4 separate regions of the Zea mays genome follow, and regions 2, 3 and 4 are each linked to region 1. The links are chromatin contacts, called in public Hi-C maps. All regions are on one chromosome and are shown on one strand. The core of a region is the stretch at or near the end of the contact, and the rest is flanking DNA. Distances in the headings are between cores, read along the strand shown.

Region 1 (3,531 bases), core at 290-2,789:
ATGTTGCAGTAAGAAAATCTGACCCCTCCGCTTCCTTTCTTCTTCTGCTCTATCCTCATTTGATAATTCAGAAGACCCGAATGTCTCATCATTAATCGAGTCAATGTCTTTCCGTGAAAAAGGAGCAGCCTGTAATTAATGTGAGAGGTACTTATGAAAATTCTAAAGATCGCCAATCACTAAGATGGTGAAAGGAAGACAGGGTACATGCATGCAGGCACCAACCTTGTAAGGACGTGGTGGCTGGTAGCGTTCTGATGTCCTGTTTAGCTGAGGCGCATTGCCATGATCCTTTGATGACAACTGCCCAGTATATCCTGATGGCCTAGGGAAACCACCACGGCCAAGTAGGCCATCATGCTCCGTGTTCTGCCAATTGCGTCTGTACTGGTTTGCACCACGCCCTGCTGCATGGCACCATTAGTAACCCCACAGCATAAAATAAGCAACCCACTTTCCTAATATGCCCATAAACAGGATGGGCAGCAGGAAGTAAATGTGCATGATTCATTAGCAATGACCATGCAGATGATTGTTCTCCAACTCCCTCGGTCTACTATTGGTGAAATCAATGCACTCATGTACTTGTATAGACTATCTGAAAGTCAAGTCCACAATACAATGAATATCATACCATAGCCTCATAGGCAAAATGGCCACAGAGAACCAATTAAACCAGTAAATCATAGACTGCCAACTTTAAGAACGTAATGACTAATGCAAAACATTACACAAACAGAAGAGTAATTTTACCCTGTGTCTGAGACTCACGATCAGGTTCCCCATCCCGATCACTTGATCCAGATGAGCGAGTATCCCACCTCCCTCCAGTGTTCCCACCACGAGAAGAGTAAGTATATCCCACCGACCCATCTGGCCGTCCCTGGGATGTGTTGTAGTAGCCCTTGTTTCTCTCAAGCACACCCGCTGACAGCTCCTGCAGCTCACTGTTGGAGAAGAAAAAGGCCTAAGCAGTAGAAGACAAGGCCTAAGCAGTAGAAATCCCATTGGCCACTGGGCAAAAGGCCTAAGCAGCAGAAAACAAGGCAAAAATGACCTAAGCAGCGCTGCATCAAAGTCAGGGGGCAGCTTCTTGCAATGCTCCAACTCGCCAAGCGACAGCAGAAACTCCCTGGAGTACACTATCCTCGTCTTCATCCTGCCATGGATATACAGGGCGGACCCAGTAAAGGATATGGGTGTACACATGTACACCCGATAATTTTTGCAATAAAAAATCGAAATCAGTAGGTATAATACATGTGTGCAGTTGTAATTAGATCAGATCTGGGTACAGATAGGCAGGTAGGTTCACTTAGGGTTTGGTGCTCGATTTCGCACAGCAGGACGGGCAGAGAAGGATGGACATACCTGGTAGGTGCCCGTCGCCGGCGAAGGACCCGACGAAGAGCCGCACCGGGCTAGGGCGGCTGCGGCGGCCGCCCAGTCGTCGCCACGGGAGAGAGAGCGAACGCGGGGTGAAACCGTGAAAGGGACAAGAAAAAGGTAAGGGGCGAACGCACTGCGGGTCTGTTTGGTTGAGGTCGAACGAGCAGGCGAGGCAGGCCTTGGATGCGGGATGGGGGATGGCCGGATGGGCGATGCTGCTCGGTGCTTGCAGGCCTGCGGGTCTCTGTCTGACTGTCTCAGTGTCAAAACAGATCATCGATTAGGCTGCACGCTTTAATTAATGATGATGATTCCGAGCCTCAGTGTTGTCCATATACTCCGTAGTATTCTTTAATAATGAAATTTAAGTTATGATCTTGTCTCGTTTTCTACTTTCTAGTGGATTTTTTCAGGAATGCCAGTATTTCTTATTAAAAACACCTTTCGCTTTATAGAATGTAAATAAACAAGAAAATCTAAGCGGAATATTTTGTGTTGGTTAAGACTATAGCAGCGGATCGTGCATATAGTCATATAAAATATTTAATTATAGTATTTGTAAAGTAAAGTTTAAAATAAGATATTATAAATAAATTGTTAGAGATAGTCTACTTAGGTTATAGCATTTCATGTAGCCATACAGATACTGCCAAGCGTATTAGTATTTTCTTTTTTATCGCACTACTCCCTAATTGCTTAACCAAGAAAAAAAACAATGGTGATAACAATCCTTTATCTGCGAAAACAATACCGGCTTTGGATAAAGGACCCGTAATCCGAAACCCGAACCCGGAATACCTGAACCCGAAATACCCGAAACCCGAATTTTGTTCGGGAATTTCGGGTAGCAACTTACAAAACCAGAATTTATTTCGGGTAATTCGGGTATCACAATCGGGTACCCAAAATACCCGAATTACCCGAACTTTCATGTGTCATGTACTCATATCATACTTAATTATTAATTTGTACATCTATAATTATGTGTAAGTGTGCATAACTTGTGATTGTAGATTGCTTGTGTTTTATATGTCCATGTATATCATTATTCAAACTATATTTTTATACTAATCTAATAGGGTGTATGTGTTTTTATGAAGCCGACACAATAGTTCGGGAATACCCGAACCCGAAATTCCGGGTACCCGATTTTTCGGGTATTGCAAAACCCGTTGTAATTTCGGGTATCGATTCTCAAAACCCAAATTACCCGACCCGAATTTTTCGGGTAATCCGAACGCCCACCCCTAAAAGCTAGACAATTACGCCACATAATGATAGGCTTAGGACTTGTTTAGTTTGTGGCTAGAGATAACAATGGGTACCTGAAACCTGAATATCCGACGGGTTTTACCTGATATGAAGACATGTACGGAATGATTTCTCTACCCACGGGTATGTTAAATGGGTAAAAACATATACCCGTTGGGTAGACGGGTACGGGTAGTACCAACCCATACCCGTCTACCCATGAGTAAAATATATCGGCATCAATACCACTATAACCATCTAATAGAGTCCATCGTAGCTAAAATAAAACTCTTCTCTAGCTATCAGTTGTCTAGATATCACGTTATGTAATCATATGGTTTGTTATATGATTTGTTATATGTGAAGTTGAAGTTGTTTTTTATGTTTATTTAATAATTTTGAGTGGTTGATATATTGGAATTTAAGACTTTTCTAGCGAGTATGGGTTATCCGACGGGTAAAAATACTCGCGCGGAGCCGGGTATGGGTAAGATTTTATACCCGCGAGCATATATAGGTAACCCAACGTGTAGATTTTTTTTATGGATAGGGTATGGAATGGTATTACTCGACGGGTATGTACCCGTTGTCATCCCTATTTATGGCTAGCTATGCCACACTTTGCATAAGGTTGGTCGTTTAAATTGAAGAGCTAACCTTAGGCACAAAAATGTGGCAAATTAGGCAGCGAACCAAACATGCCCTTATAGTGTGTGTTTGTCACTAAATGTTAGTGACTTAGGGTGTGTTTGGTTTGGCTTTTGGCTTTGCCTTTTGCCCCCTAAAAGCCAAAATCCAAACCAAATGGCTGGATCCAGAAAGCAGCTTTTTCTAAAAATTGATTTTCTCGCAGTGCAAAACTCAAAGCATCACTAGACTTGCTTTTAGTGG
Region 2 (3,531 bases), core at 361-2,860, 220 kb after region 1:
CAGAGATTATTTCTAATAAGCACAGAAATAAGTTCATATCGTTAGAGCATGCAGTTTCCAATATGATATTGACTAGCATTATCTACAGGATATATGTATTATATTATGAACAGGCTACAGGACTTTCTTGATTTTGTGTCATCAATCTAAATGAAATTTTACAAACAAATTGTCAGAGCCAAAGCTTAACATACAACATACATAAATTGAGTTATAGTTGTTATATTATGAGCATTTTCAATGTTTCCTACTTTCTCTACTCCTGCAACAGCCAATAGCTGTGACCAGATGGTAGGCGTGTACCCAAGCCCAAACCCAAACTCATATTCCATATACCAAATAGAGCTCTGAATGTAATTTAGTACCAACTCAGATATTCTTCACAAATAACACCGACAACATATGGAATGTCATATAAACATCTGATACAACATACCAATAGAGGTTTATAACATGTTGACAGCAATACATTGATCACATACCATCTAGGTCACGGATTGCATCCTCTGCGTCCCTCTTATCATCAAAATCAATAAACGCAAAGCCAGGTGGTTTCCGAGCAACCCAGACACTGCTTCCACAAAAACATGAAAAAAAGTGTACCAAAATCATCAGCATCAAGCAGCATATATCAATGCAAGATGTAATTCTATGCATTCAACGATTATATAATGGTACAGAACTTTGTACAGGGTCCAGAACAGCATATCCTTTGGTGTTCAAAATACTGGCCATATCATTCATTTTGAATCCAGATAGTGTAAACCCCCACAGACCACAGTAATGTAAGCCAAGGTCTATCACCAGTGAATTTGACAAATCGTACCATGCTCAATCAAAGAAATAATTGTCACAACCAAAGTACAACAGGTTATGTTTGGGAATGATGCGTATTATTAAGGCGACATCTCCCAAGTATGGTAGGGCAATTATATACAGTACCAGTATATTTTATCGTAAAACAGGAGACGATTTGCAGTACAACTCGTGACTGTCATGCTAACGAAATAGTCAATCGTCCTTGCAACCCAGGACAGACAGATACTAACCTGACACCAAATCATAAACCTACAACACTTCAGCTTAGGATCGCTATATCTAACAAAATTCTGTCCTTATGGTTATCATCCGAACGGGATCATACAAGTAGACACGCGTGGATTTCTAAGACGAGACACACGAATCTAAGGATCTGAGGCGAGAGCACTACTGACCTGCGAAGAACCCCGAACGTGCGGAACTCGTCCTCCAGCTCCCGAGCGGTCACCCGGGGATCCAGGTTGCCGATGTACAATCGAGCCATTACAACAGATCACCTGCAAATCGTTCGCCACAAACGGTTATCGACAGCAGTTAGGTTTCGGCAAAGCCAGGCAGACAGCCACCGAGAACATTCGAATCAGCGACGAGCCACGCCAAGCAAAGCAACGAATCGCTCAAAATCCAGTCGAAAACAAACAGATCTTAAAACTCGAGACCAAAACCAGACGCGGAATTCGGCCGAGGGAGGGGTGGGGAGGACGGCCCACGAATCAACCAGATCTAGGGTTTCGAGGCAGGGGAAAAAAGTACATGGGGTCCAGAAGGCGAGAAGGAAATCCGTGGCTTGCCTTCTCCGATCTGCTTCCTCCCGGCCTCCCGGGGCAGCCTGGCTGACGCTTGCGGACGGAGATGTAGGTGAGCGAGGGCGAGATGAGATCACGCGACGCGAGGATGGATTGATATATTCTCGCGTTGCCGGGTTGGGATTGGACGGGAGTACGGGCCAGTTTAGGAATCAGAACTTTTGGTTGGACCCGGAAGCCGTGTGATGTTTTTGGTGGGCTGGGCTTCTTATGGGCTTGCCAGCTTGGGCTGCTGACTGCTGTTCAAGTTGAACTCTACAGCACGCAGATAAAGTTGTTTTGATCATCTTTTTTTGAAAAAAAATAATACACTGTAGAATTTCCAAACAGACCACATATTACGAAGTCCTAGCATCGCACAAATGAAGTTCACTCAAAAATCAATTCTAGCATTTGTTGACATATAAACGAAGCAAACAATTGCACTGCCGAACTTACGACGTGTTTGGTTTACGGAATCCTGCGTCCGAGCCTCGATTAGTTGTTTGGTTTGACGAAGTGAACTAATCTGTCCGCCATACGATTGCACCCTGCGCTAGTATATTCGCGACATCTACTCATTCCTCTAGAAATAGTCGAACGAACACATGCCGAATACACTAATACCAGACAGGGTCACTCCTCAAACCAAATAGCCTATTAGAAGTGTTACGTATTGCGTCCTCCCGCCTTTACAGCTCTGCACCTAATGTTGAAAGCTAAATATGTCCAGTGAATTATATCTTGTAAAAAATGAGTTTGCATTCATAAAAAATCATGTAAATTCTTGTAAGGGCTAGTTTAGAAACACCATTTTTCTAAGGGATTTCTATTTTCCTAAGAAAAAATAAACTAATTTTCTTAGAAAAATGAAAATCTCTTGGAAAGATAGTGTTACTAAACTAGCCCTAAGCTATGTTGTACAGCTTCCATCATTTTCACCTCTAAGGTCATGAGACGTTGGTCGCATTCCTTTCACCTAATTCAGTCTTGAGTTTCATATGACCTTTTATGGTTAACTACTAAAATGATGCTAAGGTGCTGTTTGGTTTACATATTTATAACGTGATTGATAACCGATAATATTAAATCATATTTGTTTAGTACTAACCGTAATCGGATACCACATTAGAAACTAATACTAGTCTATTCAACTTTGTTATCACTGATAATCATTATCGTTGTTTGAACCAAACATTCCGGTGTACCAAACACGCGGACGTCAGGCGATGCTGGGAGAAGGATCAGCATCGGAAACCATTCATCTTTCGCACATGCGATGCGATGCGCTTTGCCCTTTGTTGTACTGCCTGCTTCTCGCTGGCCACCATCCAAAGGGAGCGTCAGAGACTGGACGCAGCACCGACACAAGAATGTTCTTATGCGATCTGTCCCTGCCCGCGGCCTGGGCCTGCCTTGCCTTGCCTTGCCTTTTGGGGGGACTGGATGTTCTCAGAGCTCATCTTCCCCAGACGAGAAACCACCACGGTTCCAGTTAACTGTCCGATGTAATCGCAGTAGCACCCGTGTGTTTCCCTGCGCCCGTTTCCGTGGATCAGCTCTCTTGTTAATTCAGAAGGGATCAGAGGATTCAGAGCGCAAAAATGCAAGACGCGGTGAAATTCAGAGCCAGCTTTTGTGCCGCTTGACTCACCGGTCGTGTTCACCTTTTGGTGGATCTGCCATGGTTTGGTTTCTGTTAAGCTAATGATGCTTGCTGCTTGCAGCACGGGCACTCCTGAGTCCTGACTCCTGAACCCGGGTTGAAAGGAGAACAAAAACTAGGTGAAAGGATTTAAAATGCAAGCTTTACTGTAGCTGCGCGTGCTCCCCTCTGCTCTGTCAAAATTTGACTCACGCTGACCAGCCTGGTTGGTGACTGTGTGAGTGGCACCATTATTATTATTATTATTATTATTATTTCGAC
Region 3 (3,531 bases), core at 474-2,973, 210 kb before region 1:
AATCGGTAGCAAGTGGACCTCTCTCTGTACTTGACATATGATATGATCTTTTACAAAATCATTTGTACACACCTTTTTTTTTTCTCTTTCTCGTTATGCTATCATCGCTGGAAGTAAAAAAGAAAAGAGCATCAAACAACAGGAAGGAGAAAGAAACCTTAAATCGCAGCAGCGAGGAGCGGGTTGAGGACGACCGTGGTGATGAATTGATGATGGAGAATTGGAGATGGACACAGCACTCAAAATTGGTAGGAGACCTTAACTGCAGCAGAAGCAACCATGGATGGATGCGGACGTCGATGATGGAGGATAGAACCCGAAATTGGCCAGCAAATTCCCTTGATACATCAGGGATCAGATCCGTGTATTGTATCCAAGGGAACGCCGGATTGATTGGAGTCCCACACTGCCTGCAGCCAAGGGAGGGAGGCCAAACTGAGACGAGATCCGTACTTTGGTCCCAACTCCCAACCCGCCGAAATGGTGGTGTGGTCATGACGGGGGAGGAGCAGCGAGGGGCTGCGGGTGCGGGCCGGCGACGAAGGGGTGCTGCAGCAGCTGCGCGGCCGTGAGGCGCTTGGCCGGGTTCTTCTGCAGGCAGCAGGCGATGAACCCCCTGAACTCGCGCGAGGCGGTGGGCGGTGGCTCGGGCGGGTCGTTGTAGCAGATGGCGCACATGAGCGCGGCCCAGTCGCCCTGCCTGCCGAGGTTCTCCCCGAAGGGGAACCTGCCCAAGTAGAACTCGAGGATGCTGAGGCCGAAGCTCCAGATGTCGCCGGCGTAGCCGTCGTAGCTGCCGTCGTTGAGGTCGGTGTTGATCCGCTCGGGGCTCATGTAGGCGATGGTGCCGACGGAGGAGTTGCAGGGGTCCATGGTCTGGTTGAGGATGCGGCCGACGCCGAAGTCGGCGATCTTGACGCGGCGCGCCGAGTCGATGAGGAGGTTGGAGGGCTTGATGTCGCGGTGCACGATGTGGCGGCGGTGGAGGTACGCGATCCCGGACAGGACCTGGCGCGCGACGTCGGCGAGGAACGGCTCGGCGGCGATGCGGCGGCCGTCGAGCGACCCGCCGTCCATGTACTCCAGCAGGATCTGGAGCTCCCCGCCGCGCTCGTACATGCCGTGGCACCGCACCACGGCCGGGTGCTCGGCGGTGCGGAGGATGGCGATCTCGCGCGCGATCTGCCGCCGCACCGCGTCGTCGTGGTTCCCGTACAGCACCTTGAGCGCGTAGGGGCGCCCCGTGCCGCGGTGCCGCACCATCCACACCGTCCCGCCCGCGCCGCTGCCGACGCGGCGCACGCGCTCCAGCTCCGCGAGCGGGGGCGGCTGCTGCTGCTGCTGCGCCGCGGGGGCGGGCGCGGTGACGCCCGGCGGGGTGGGCCCCCCGGCGGAGGCGGCGGCTGGCGGGAGAGGGAGCGGGACGGCGAGGGAGGTGGCGACCTCGCGCTGGGGCATGGGGAGGGTGAGATCCGGGCGGCGGCGCGCGCGGCCCGGCGTGCCGGGCTGCTGGGTCGGGAGGCCGCCCGGGCGCATGGCGTGGTGCGTGGGTCGCTCTGGGCGGGGCTTGGGGTGGGGAGGAGTTCGTTAGGCCGGGTGTGGTAGTAGTGATGGCGTCTGCGTGACTCCGTCTGGATTCTTCTCCTCCCCACTGCCGCTCGGGGTTTGTCGTGCGGTGCCCGTTTATTGGAGAACAGTGCCTGATCGCTCATCAGGTTGGAGAACGGGACGGGACACCGAACGCGGAGGCCACCGGGAAGCACAAGCAATATCGAGTTCCTGTTCCTCACGAGGCGACGACCTCGCCTGACGGTGACGGCAACCCCAGCAGCTGGAGGACGAGTGGAGATGCGACGCGATGCCTCGTTGGAGACGCACCGTGGCGTGCTGACCTTCACCGTCTGCTGCTGCCGCGCCGTACCGTGATTAATGAAGCATGCTACGAATGATTTTGGGGGCACTGTCCGTCCGACTGTTCCCCATGATACAGTTTTGGTAAATAAGACCCGTACATGTAGTACCTCTTTCCCGTTCGTACACGGTCCTCCTACGTGCCTTCCTGACTTCCCAAGGATTTGGTATCCACAAAAATTGTACCACGCTAGCGACACACGATTTATTTTTTGTTATTAATAAAGGCGTGCTCGATATCAAGGCTGATTATTATCTAGCTAATTTTTTTAAACTCCAATCAGCTCTAATGCATCCACAGAAGAGCTAATAGACGAACTGATTTTACAGCTAAAGAGTCTTCAACAAATTATTATTCAACCAGTTTGTCAACTATACATTAATTAGCAACGCGTAACAATTAAGTAGAGAAACGTGGATAATCATGTCATCACCAAGCAACAAGCCCCCAATACACGGCGCGCGCGTGTTGATTAAAACGGTAAAAATCTCAGGTTCAAATCATCCTAGTTCAGGGAGAATCTTGCAACGCGCACCTGCAACCCAAGCCCGCTATCACCTCACGTGCTCGAAATTCGAACGATCAGCTAAGCAGAAAGGTTGGACGACGCGACGTGTCAACACATGAAGTCTTTGGTGATCTACCTGTGATCATTGACTATAAGGCACAAAACTCTACCGAAAGAAGCTGTAAAGGTCATCGCTGCACACCTTCCAGACCACGTGCGTTAAAAGAGTTATACGCGATCACGCACCTGTGTCCAGAAAGATGGCAAAGATCAATGAACTGAAGAACCTTTCGACCTCACCTTCCAGTTTCTTTACACGGGGATAATGGGGGATGTCTTCAGACCAGGGGTGGCAGGGTGAGTGCTAGCAAGATAAACATGAACCTGACCATGCGGTACCAGCCAGTGGCGACCCTGCGACATTCGTCGCTCTTCGGCTGCAAACTACAGAACTTCAACGAGGATGATACAAATACACTGTACTTGGTTATTCCAATGATGACGCAAAGCCCTAAGGGCATGTTTGGGTTAAGAGGAATGAAGAGCAGATGCAACAGCTTTGGCTCCGGATTTTCTGGGACAGATCTAAGGGCTTTTTTAAACACAGGAATTTTACAGAAATAGCATAGAAATTTTACAGAAATTAGTTCAAAAACACAGAAAAAAAAGAAAGATTCAGGAAATAATCCTTCAATACAAAAGAGCCCTAAGGTTAATCTTAGTAAGAGTTTTATATGAGTTTCATTTACATTAAATAGGTTGCTATGTAGGTGTTTCTTTACATGTAAGCGAATTTAAGAAGAGAATCTAAGGATGGTAATGGATCACGATTCAAATATTTCTTCACAATAAAGTAAGTCTCTTATTAAAATTTAGTTCAAAAATAAATATGATTGTAAAATTTAGAGCACGGTTAACAACTCTCTGAACCGTGAATATCCGTGTATTGTAGAATGAATTTTTACATAATGAATAGATATTTCATCCTAGTTTCATTTCATTATGTATGATATGACAGCTTCGAGAAGACCATAAAACTATCTACTAAAGCTGGTCTAACAAGCAGGCAAATTCTTTTAAAAAGAGCATTGCAGATACTTGTAATAAACCT
Region 4 (3,531 bases), core at 675-3,174, 190 kb after region 1:
GATAGCAAGGCAGAAAAAAATGGTAGCACCATCCAAAAGTAATATGACAAATTCCAAAAATACGAAATGATAAAACATACATGGCTAGCAATCATGTATAACAGCAGGTTGTAGGCAGCCCCATGCCAAGCAGTCTTTGCAAACACCCCAGTAATTTTGACGATTTTATCGTTCAAGGAAAATATGAGGTATAATCTTAGGATATACTGGAAAAGAGCAACCAGAAGCAGCATGTCATTGCCATGCTCAGACGAAGAATATTTGATAGCTGGTATCACAGACCAAATAATGATCTGCAAGAAAGAAGAAAAGGTGTACATTAGGTAGTCAGATTACAGCTATAACTCAGATATCAGATGATTTCAATGAAAAAACAAGTCAAGAACAAAGTATATATGAGACTTAACAGATTGCAGCATTCAGTTTCAAAAACGAGCTGAATTACCTGTGGTAAAGGCAAAGAAGCCACCAAATCAACAACAAAGTCAGATCTCAAGTACTGCTTTGCGATTTCCTTAGGATCTGTGATGAGATCTCCTCGACCAAAAACCCCTAAGTTTGAGCTTGGATTAATATATGCAGTCCTGAACTTTATCATCATCTGGATGACATAAAAGAGGTCGACAATTGATCGGAACACAGTAACGATGATGGCTAGGCGTGTATCCTTCCTGACACAATGAAAGGTTTGCCTGTAATCGATTTCAGGCACATAGAAGTACAGAGGGTCCATGAACAGAGCAATGAAGCATGACACACGGAAGACGTATATCCACGTCAAGATGAAGTCGCTCGACGGGTCAATAATCTTGTTGTACCACAAGTCGTCTCCTGCCACGAAGACCTTGTTCTTCCCCGAACTTCCCAAGCCGAGCCTGCTAGCAGCCAGCCCATGCTGCTTCTGGTGAATAGGTATGGTTGCCTTCGCCCTCTCATCATGGAATCTGTTGGTGAAGAAGATAGCATTAGGATTGCCCTAAAGTAAACAACAAAAATAGCATACTGGACACTTCAGGGATTGTTTGCTCTTAGGAGTATCAGTTATCCGCTCGTCGCCATCAGGCACCCAGAATTGGTATATCTTGCTATCCTATCCATCCATATGCTGCTTAGCCCCCTATCTAATTCTACTGACCCAGGAACTAAACTATAACTCCAATTAGCTAACAAAATCACGCCATATGGATAGTCTTAGTATCCAACTGTTTTTGCTAACTTTCTCAGGTCAGGTCGATAATCCTAGTTCAAGGAGCTAAAATCAAACCCTCAATTCCAAGCTTCACACAAGGACTACGACTCACGAGCTACATACACTACACACAAGTCCGAGACACCAAGAGCACGGGAACATCCAGCTTAGGAAACCCAAGCAAAGAGTTGTTCCTCCCATCCCCTCCAAAGCCAAGAAATTGCGGCTTGACCCATGCTCTCCATCACCTAATCACCTGCAGCCTGCAGGCTAACAACCACTCGCAGGCCACCCAAACATTCTGAGAGGTTCACGTTCAAACGGGAAAATAGCAAGGTAACTCTTGCGCTGTGCTCACCTCACGGTCCTCTGCCTCGTGAGCGCCATCTCGTCTTCCACCCTTCCGGAGCCGAACCTCATGTGGCCCCGCCCGTCCAGTACTCTACTCCGCTGCCACATCGACCGATAGCTTGCCCAAGAAACAGACTTGCTCGCTCATCCGGCGCCGTAGCAGTCCGAGGCCGGTCCTTCCCCGCGTAGGAGACCGGCGCCGGGGCGCTCGGACGCTGGGAATCGCAGCCGCTCGCTCGTAGTTCGGACTCTGGGGAAGTGAGAAGATGAGGGGGGTTGGGGAAGCGACCGGAAATGGAGTTGGAAAGCGAGAACTTGTTGCGGGTACCAAACACGGAGAGACCGTGCACTGCGTCGGGCTTGACCCGTCGGAGAAACAGTCCACGCTTTTAAATGACTCTTCATTTTTAATCTATATTTAACGTTCTATTTACCTCTTCATGAAAATTACATTCTATATGCTAGTTTGAGAGGCATAAAATAGAAGATGGTTAGAAGGACTAAAATCTACTTCTTATTCAAAATTGAATAACCCTATATATAGCATCACACTCTAACATACTCTCTCTTTAGTTTGTCTAGCCAAATGTGTCTAGAGAAGGGACTAATTTGAAGAGCCGAACATCTTGATGAGTTGGATAGCTAGTCCATCGGAGAGTTATTTTGCTATTGAGTAACTAAATTTTAGCTTAATAAGCCATTTAACTAGTCTTTTGGAGAGATACTTTATAAAAAATTATGGTTGGCTCGCTGCCGGTCAGTCGTAAGCATTGAGAAGCACAATTTTAATCCACATGCATGGAAATTACCAAAATAAGTATCTTTAAAAGACTAGTCAAATGACTTATTAAGCTAAATTTTAACTACTCAATAATAAAATAACTTTCCAACAAATTAGTGATCCAACTCGTTAAGTTATCCGTCTCTCTAAATTAACTCCTCACTGGCTATCTACTCTGGCTAGTCAAACTAACTTACATATTAAAGAGTCTGGAATGAGACGTTTATATATTTAATGTTTATAAAAGGTTTTAAATATGCTCTAGTATAAAAAGAATATATGCGGTTCGATTTATAATTTAGATGTCAAAAGAATAAAAAAAGGTGCCATTGGACCGCGATGTTTCAGTTGAACTAATAAAACGGCGTGTATCTAAATATGCTTCTAAAAGTTCTATTATTTTACCAATTCATATCTTGCATACGTCATTTGTGATTTGCGTTTTCAAGTAATATATTGATGGTTCCATAAATATCCCAAAAAAAATTCTGACTGAGAGGAGATACACTAGGCATACCATATATTTATGTTCAATATTATAGTTCGGTCCATGCCTAGCGGGGATAAACTACATTCTCCTTTAACCTGCTATCGTTTATAGATTCTGCGGTAAAGAGCTTTAGCCTATCCCCGCTTATGTTACTTTAAATTCCTACTCTAAAAGAATATTCTGTTCTACTTATCAATATTTTGAAATACAGTAGCCAAACTTTCAGATTCATAACTACTCTATATCTCAACCCTACACAAACTATTATATTTTTTGTCAATATATGTCAAATACACCTATCTCCTTTGTCTTTTGTCCGGACTGTGGCGCGAGGAAATGAACAGCAGCACAACGCCACCGTGAAAGAGAGAGAGAGAGCGCGCGATGGCATTGGATGGCATTGGCGTAGAACGGCATTGACTCCTCATTTGAGGTCAGAGAGGACTCTACCAAAAGATGCAGCATCCAGTAACCGGTGCAGCACTATTTACTGTAAAATATTACTGTGATTAGCTTTAGTAGACAAGTGTGGACAGCCTTGTCCATGCCATCACTCATACCGTGATTTGACTAGTCTCACCCTAAAACCGTGTGTAGACGTCTCTTGCTTTCCAAGTGATCGCGCCATAGATTGTAACTCACGTTGCATCCTTGCTTACTGGTTTGTCTAAAAGTCCATTACAACTTAGGGATCGAATAGTCTAGAGAAGGGATGAAATC

The links. Hi-C and Micro-C count contacts between places; a contact is called where the count stands out from the background.
Region 2: a Hi-C map of leaf shows a contact between it and region 1, with 4 times the contacts expected there. The contact joins the promoter of LOC100282961 here to the promoter of LOC100217186 in region 1. A contact is called at or near these places in 6 of 25 Hi-C or Micro-C datasets (bundle sheath, ear, endosperm and 2 more).
Region 3: a contact with region 1 is called in a Hi-C map of leaf, with 5 times the contacts expected there. The contact joins the promoter of LOC100383746 here to the promoter of LOC100217186 in region 1. A contact is called at or near these places in 4 of 25 Hi-C or Micro-C datasets (ear, leaf, tassel and 1 more).
Region 4: a Hi-C map of leaf shows a contact between it and region 1, with 8 times the contacts expected there. The contact joins the promoter of LOC103639734 here to the promoter of LOC100217186 in region 1. A contact is called at or near these places in 11 of 25 Hi-C or Micro-C datasets (bundle sheath, ear, endosperm and 4 more) and 2 of 3 datasets of contacts at active chromatin or transcription factors (leaf and seedling).

The regions. Positions count from the first base shown.
Region 1 is chr9:13,462,199-13,465,729 of Zm-B73-REFERENCE-NAM-5.0, forward strand. It overlaps LOC100217186, which reads right to left and starts at 1,540. Exons shown (of 10, transcript NM_001359652.1): 1 at 1,372-1,540; 2 at 1,058-1,159; 3 at 754-947; 4 at 226-404; 5 at 24-129. The coding sequence starts at 1,158.
Region 2 is chr9:13,684,502-13,688,032 of Zm-B73-REFERENCE-NAM-5.0, forward strand. It overlaps LOC100282961, which reads right to left and starts at 1,611. Exons shown (of 6, transcript NR_159534.1): 1 at 1,215-1,611; 2 at 483-571.
Region 3 is chr9:13,253,606-13,257,136 of Zm-B73-REFERENCE-NAM-5.0, forward strand. LOC100383746 (putative MAP kinase family protein) reads right to left here and starts at 1,724. Exons shown (of 1, transcript NM_001176382.2): 1 at 265-1,724. The coding sequence starts at 1,536. The coding sequence ends at 493. LOC100383072 (DNA-dependent metalloprotease WSS1) reads right to left here. Exons shown (of 5, transcript XM_008660960.3): 5 at 3,472-3,531.
Region 4 is chr9:13,654,989-13,658,519 of Zm-B73-REFERENCE-NAM-5.0, forward strand. LOC103639734 (cyclic nucleotide-gated ion channel 17) reads right to left here and starts at 1,925. Exons shown (of 7, transcript XM_020544051.3): 1 at 1,548-1,925; 2 at 446-944; 3 at 81-293. The coding sequence starts at 1,648.